2 separate regions of the Rattus norvegicus genome follow, and region 2 is linked to region 1. Evidence: chromatin contacts called from public Hi-C data. All regions are on one chromosome and are shown on one strand. The core of a region is the stretch at or near the end of the contact, and the rest is flanking DNA. Distances in the headings are between cores, read along the strand shown.

What was found. Hi-C and Micro-C count contacts between places; a contact is called where the count stands out from the background.
Region 2: a Hi-C map of the A7r5 cell line shows a contact between it and region 1, with 7 times the contacts expected there. The contact joins two enhancer-like sites. A contact is called at or near these places in 3 of 12 Hi-C or Micro-C datasets (the A7r5 cell line, the Rat2 cell line and Schwann cells).

What each region holds. Positions count from the first base shown.
Region 1 is chr11:89,213,844-89,217,082 of GRCr8, forward strand. All of the region lies in intron 1 of LOC102554451 (a long non-coding RNA gene), which reads right to left. Among named protein-coding and RNA genes, the nearest start is that of Tprg1, 260 kb to the left of the region's middle. Within about 2 kb of position 1,463, at least 6 of the 93 cell types and tissues checked have an H3K27ac peak or open chromatin away from gene starts, as enhancers often do. A contact at or near this core is called in the A7r5 cell line, where this site is marked.
Region 2 is chr11:89,375,283-89,378,195 of GRCr8, forward strand. The region is part of intron 9 of Lpp (LIM domain containing preferred translocation partner in lipoma); the gene reads right to left. Among named protein-coding and RNA genes, the nearest start is that of Mir28, 100 kb to the right of the region's middle. Within about 2 kb of position 1,554, at least 11 of the 93 cell types and tissues checked have an H3K27ac peak or open chromatin away from gene starts, as enhancers often do. A contact at or near this core is called in the A7r5 cell line, where this site is marked.

The sequences.
Region 1 (3,239 bases), core at 213-2,712:
GTGAAATAGGAATCGATGGGTCTTCTCTTTCCACTGAGGACTTAGGGTGGTTTCCGTCAGTTCAACAGCCTTAAACTCACAGAATTCTTCACTTGCCTCATTGATGTTGCACCAGCTAACCTCTACTCACTCATTTGCTTGTGTGTATGTAAGCCTTCTTGAAACAACAGTATCGAAAGCGAGAGCGTTTTGATGCCAACTATCAAGCAGGTATACACGTATACGTCCTCAAACCCAAGGGCAAAGAGAACATTTCCAGGACACAAATCTTTACCTAAAGGTCCTTAGGTAACTTTGATAACACCATTACAATAACTTCCTACATCGGACTTGACAGCAAACCTTAACGTATACCAAACTGGACTTCCAAGGCTCAGTTCTAAGTTCCAAGCCACACACAACTCTAAGGCTTCCTAGGACTTCAATGCAGGATATGAAGCTAGGGAAGGACTGGTTAGAAAGGAGGCATGGCTGTCTTGTCAAATGCAAGTGTCTCAGATGGAGTAGGAAGTCGATGGCAGACAAGTCTAGACAGAGGTCAATGACCCGGCCCTGGGGTGCAGATGTACTACTCTGTGAATTAGATAAAGATCTTTGTGCTCCAGATACCCAGGGACTGTTTTTTCAACTAGACCTGGCTAAGATGTTGAGCTGGGTGAGGCTTCCTTCCCAGAGAACAAGGTTCTGGAGTTGGTTTTGTGCCTAACAAGTCAGTTACCTCCTTCCCACCTCTCTGTCCAAACACTCATGAACACCACACACACACACACACACACACACACACACACGCGCGCGCATGTGGGAGTGCACACATACGTTGTTTCCCTCTGGTCTCCACTGCATAATTATAGCATGGTAGATCTGCCAGGGAACTATCCCTCATATTCAAAGAGAGGGAAAGCGAAGCTCTGTTGGATCAAAGTTGCTGCAGTCGATTGCTGCCCTCCACCCAACAGCCAAGAGCTCACTGAACTGCCACAGCCCAGTTCAATGCAAGTGTTGACATCTCATAGCCCTCAGAAATAGCTTCCTGGCCCGACCTAGCACTGAAGTCCTCTACACTCTGACCACTGTCTTCTTGAATTCGGGCTTCTTATCTCCTCAGATCCTTGCCCTGACTCAAGCAGACATACACTCCCAACACTTCAAGAAGGCTGACGCCCATACCCATTTCCAGTTCCTAGGGTGCTGTTGTCAGTGAACCAGGCATCCAGAAGCCATGGAAACATCCTAAGGGAACCACCCACACCTCCCCCATCTCTGTGCCTCACCAGAAAGTAAAAAACATATTTGCAGCTAATTTTTACTTTAATAATATTTTTGTGTAATTATTAAGGACTCTTAAAACTCCCCATCCCTCCCGCGTGGTAGGAATAATAAACATGCCCGTTTTATTGGAGAGGGGGTGAAGGAAGTGAGACCTTACACACAGAAAGGGAGTATGATTCATCTCCAGCAAGCAGTGAGTCAGTTGAGATGGCCCAGGCACCCTAACACCGGACGGGGGTTGGCATTAGCAAGGCCGGGCCTACTGTTCTTTCCAACCTTTTAATATCTTCTGCAGCTTCGTGCTTCTTGCACCAGTTCGATTCTGATTAAGTTGTTTATTGTGATGCAAACAGCAAGGGATGTGGTCTTTTCTAAATTCTGAAAAGAACCTGAAATGTTCACATATTTTACTAGGAGCTCTGAGCTCCCCAAAATGGGAGGTTCTTGGGCATCCTGTAATGAGAATTCTGAAAAATATTGGGCAAGGCCAATATTTGCCAAAGTCCAGCTGAAGTTGGAAGGGGGGACTTGTCCCTAAACAGGTGGTGCTCTTCTCTGGTGTCTAAGACATATTTTTTAACACCTAGTGACAGTTTTCCTGTGTAGGTCTGAGAAGTGTAAGAAGGGCTGTGGTGAACTACTTTTGTGGAGTTGGACTGTGAAGAAATCCTGGGAAAACTTGCCAAAAGGAAAGTGATTGAGGCTCTTCCTGCAGGCTGCCCCGAGGGAGGGAGGAAGAGGAGGATAAAGGAAGCCCCACCCCCACCCCCAGAAGACTTGTGAGACCAGTAAGGTTGGCCAGCCCCAGGACATCCCTCAAGGCAACTACCACTTTTCCAAGCCAGACACTCACATAAAGGCCCTCAGTAAGGAGACTACATAATATGCGACCCAAGTCAGACATTTTAGGGTGACAGAGGAAGCTTTTCGTGATTCCAGGCTGTGGTGCCACACACCTTTTAAACCATCACTCAGGTGGCAGAAGCAGGCAGATCCCTGAGTCAGAAGCCAGCCTGGTCTACAGAGCAAGTTCCAGAGCAACCAAGACTACACAGAGAAACCGTGTGTGTGTGTGTGTGTGTGTGTGTGTGTGTGTGTGTCTGTGTCTGTGTGTCTGTGTGTCTGTGTGTCTGTGTGTGTGTGTTTATAAAAGGCCTAAACAAAGAAGGTAAATCAGGAAGGACAGGTGCTGGATGGCTTTTGCCATTGGTGTTGATATTGACAAGGAATGATCTCTACCCATGGAGCAGCAACTCCCATGTAAGAGAGTTAGCACAGGCGCAAAGGGGCTGGCTATCTGGAGATGTTATGAGTCTCTCTGAAAAACTGAAAGAAGGCAGCAGCATGAGAGAGGTGTGGGCACCCAAGCTGAGATTTCATGGCCACAGAGGAGTTGAATGCATAGCAGTAGGAAGTGAGGCAGAGGTCATCAAGCCCAAAATTAGCCTCTGTGGGATGCTCAGGGAAAGGCAGTCAATCCCATAGGGCTGCCGTAGACTGAGGCAAGAATAACAAGGGTGCCCTGAGCATGGTTGGACCAAACACTGCAGTAGACAAGCTGACTTCTGTTTGTAAGTATGGTTCACCAAGTCAAATCTCCCCTGGGTTTGCTTTGTGACCAGCCACGGTTAGTCTCTGACAGGTAAGTAGTCTTCTCTGTCACTCAAGGACTTGAGGAAGACACCACTTCCAGTTTCACTACCAAGCACTCTCTCACTCTAGCCACCTGAGAAAGGGGTTTGGACATTCACAGGGAGCACCATTTTGGCAGTCCAATCTGGCCAGAACACTGAAGGTGGTGTTTAGTGGGTCTCCCATTTTGATCCTTCGCCTTTGTGAGACGCTTTCTCTGCTTGCTTTCCAGGACTTGTACATAAGTCCAGAGTTCCTTTGGACTTTGGGGCTTGCAGAGGCCTGAAGGTCACAGAATCAAAGAAGGACATTCTCCTTTGGTCCTTTAGACCTACTGG
Region 2 (2,913 bases), core at 304-2,803, 160 kb after region 1:
TGCTGGAGAAAGTGCCAGAAGGTTGGATCATTTACTTTAAACTAGACTCTCAGTCAATCTGATCCTCCCTCCCTGGTTTTTATATGATATTTGACTGTTATGTAATTCAAAACAATGATAAGCTGTCAACATCACGCCTCAGCTTCAGTCTGGTTCAATTTGGTCAAGGATACAGATCTACATACCAGAATTTAAAAAAATGAAAATTCCCATGTTAATTCTAATATACAGCTAGAGATCAGAAGTACTGAAGACATTCAAAGAACTGTCGACTACTAACATAGTCTCCGTGTGTAAGTGATGCAGTAGATATGAGAGGCAACACTGCTGCCAAGAACCACCGGAAACCCTTCTTACAAGGCTCATTACTTCCTGAATGCAGCTATCCTGTCTTGTTGTGATTTCTGACCATTATTCATATATTCTCAGCCTAAGGTTCATGAGAAAGCTCCGAGAAAGTCTGCCTGGATGTCAGCTAAGAAAAGGACTCCTGGCTAGGTGTGGTGCATACCTGTAATGTTCCTGCCCGTCACGCTGAGACAAGAGGACTGAGTGTTCTGGATCAGTCTGGGCTACATAATGAGACCCTGTTTCACAAAACAAAACAACAAACAAAACAATAACTACAGAAACAAGCATCAAATATAGCCATAAAAAGGAAGGGAGGAAGGAAGGACAGAGGAAACTGGCTCTTGTCCTTCAAAGGGAATTATATTCTTCGTAACTTTATCCCACAGGACAGGACTAAAGCCCCTGACAGGTAAAGGAATGGGAGTTCCATGCAGATTTCAGCTGAGCCAGTATCGGCCATATTGTCCTGTCCACAAGGATGCGGCTTCACAAAGGTCCTCTCCATGACTGGATAGAGAGGCAGAAAAGCTGCCTCCTTAAAGGAAGGGGACAACTTCCAAGAGAGCCTGAACATGAATATCCTACTCCTAGCTACTGCAGCATGCATGCCACAAATGAAAATGTGGGCCTCAGAGGGACAGACTGCTGGCTATCAGCGCTTCCAATTTCCCCAGTAGGAGAAAGGGAGGCCTGATCACCTCTACACTTGCTGTTCTGTTCCCTCAAAAGCAACATCAATTACTACCTCTGTCAGCTGGCCGCTCAGGGATGCTAACTGCCACAACAGCTGGGCTGTGTGATGTGGACCTGTGCCCAGCAGAGGCACTGGAGGCACACATCACTTGCAGGCCCTGGACTTTCCTCCTGTCATGATTCACTTCTTTAGTTTTGTTTTCTTTATGAGCAGCTAGTCTCACACTGAAAAGGCAGGGGAGTCTAAAAAGTCCTTTACACATTAAATTTTTTCCTTAAGAATTTCATGTGTGTGTGTGTGTGTGTGTGTGTGTGTGTGTGTGTGTGTGTGTGTGTATTCCTAATACTCTTAGCCTAACTTCCCTTCTCTCCCTACTACCCCAATCAACCCCAGCCCTCACAAACCAGTCAGTGCTAGTTAGACATTGTTTTATTCTAGTCTACACAATGTGGGGGAGATGGAGAGAATGTAAAAGCAAACTGAAAATAATTTTGGCAACATTCGTAGGAAATGACTAAGGGGCTCGGAAATGCAATTTTATGTAGCAGGGTTGTGGAAACACTTAACAGGCACATAGTAACTTTCCTCTCATCCTTGAGAGAGGGAGGAGGAAGAGGGAGGGGAGGGAGAGAGAGAGGGAGAGGGAGAGGGAGAGGGAGAGGGAGAGGGAGAGGGAGAGGGAGAGGGAGAGGGAGAGGGAGAGGGAGAGGGAGAGGGAGAGGGAGAGGGAGAGGAGTCCTAGGTCTTGGCCTCATATTCATTCAGAACTCCTCCCTTCTTGAGCCTTAGTAAAGAAGCACTCAGAACAAACAGTCCTGGGTGTGATCCCAACTACTGCCCAAAGAATACAAAACAAATTTGAGTCCTTCTGCCTCAGGGGGAGTTCAATACCAATTGAGTACTTGGAAAATAAGCAGGCAATTGAAATAGAGACTTCTAGATACTTTGATGGGGCAAAGAGGAGGCTATCACATAGGAGGTCTCCCCAGGGTCGTCTTTATTTTTCAGGACTTCTTGGCTAGAGGTGGGGATACAATAGGAAAGGTTCTATATTCTAAAAAGTGAAAATATTTGATCAGCCACAGAGGGGAGATGAATTGTCCATTTTTCAAAAGATCGGTGTGTGTGTGTGTGTGTGTGTGTGTGTGTGTGTGTGTACAACACTAAATGGACTCAGCAGCTTGTGTGTTTGTGTGAATATATATGTAATAATTCAAGTAGAAAACAAATTTGAGAGAGAATGGAAAGAGAGCATAGGGGATTGAAGAAGAGAGAAGAAGGTATGGAAATGTAAAAACAGTATGCATGTATTAAACTCTTAGAAAAATTAAAAAGGCGTCAATGGATTTAGTATCAAATACATTGGCAGGAAATGTTATGGTGTGTGAGGTAAGAAGAAAGGGAATGTGTCTTAAGTTCACTTTTATTTATACTTTATTAACTGATTTCTATAGTCGAAGGAAGCATTTTTATTTTAAATATGCAAATACCCTTTATATTAATCAAAAGTTGGCTAGTCTGCTAACTATCGACTCATGAAGGTTGAAGGCCATCTGCCTTTCATCTTGCTGGGAAAAGACTTACTTTAGCCCAGTGTCGTATCCAGGATATTATCTTGAGACAAGTCATCAGTCTCCCCCAGCTATCACCCGCTCTTCTTGTGTTCACTTACCTAGGTGTGTAGGTGTGTTTCCACATGCATGTGTATGCAACTTTATCACCAACAGAGCCTGATAAACCTGCAGGCAGAGCCCGGGAACAGAGCAGCTCCATCACCTCAGTGGTCCCTTTGCTGCCTTTTGCGTTTAGGCCCAAAAGCTTAGTTCCTTATTTCTCACCTCTAACCTGAGACTGCCCCACTCCTAACT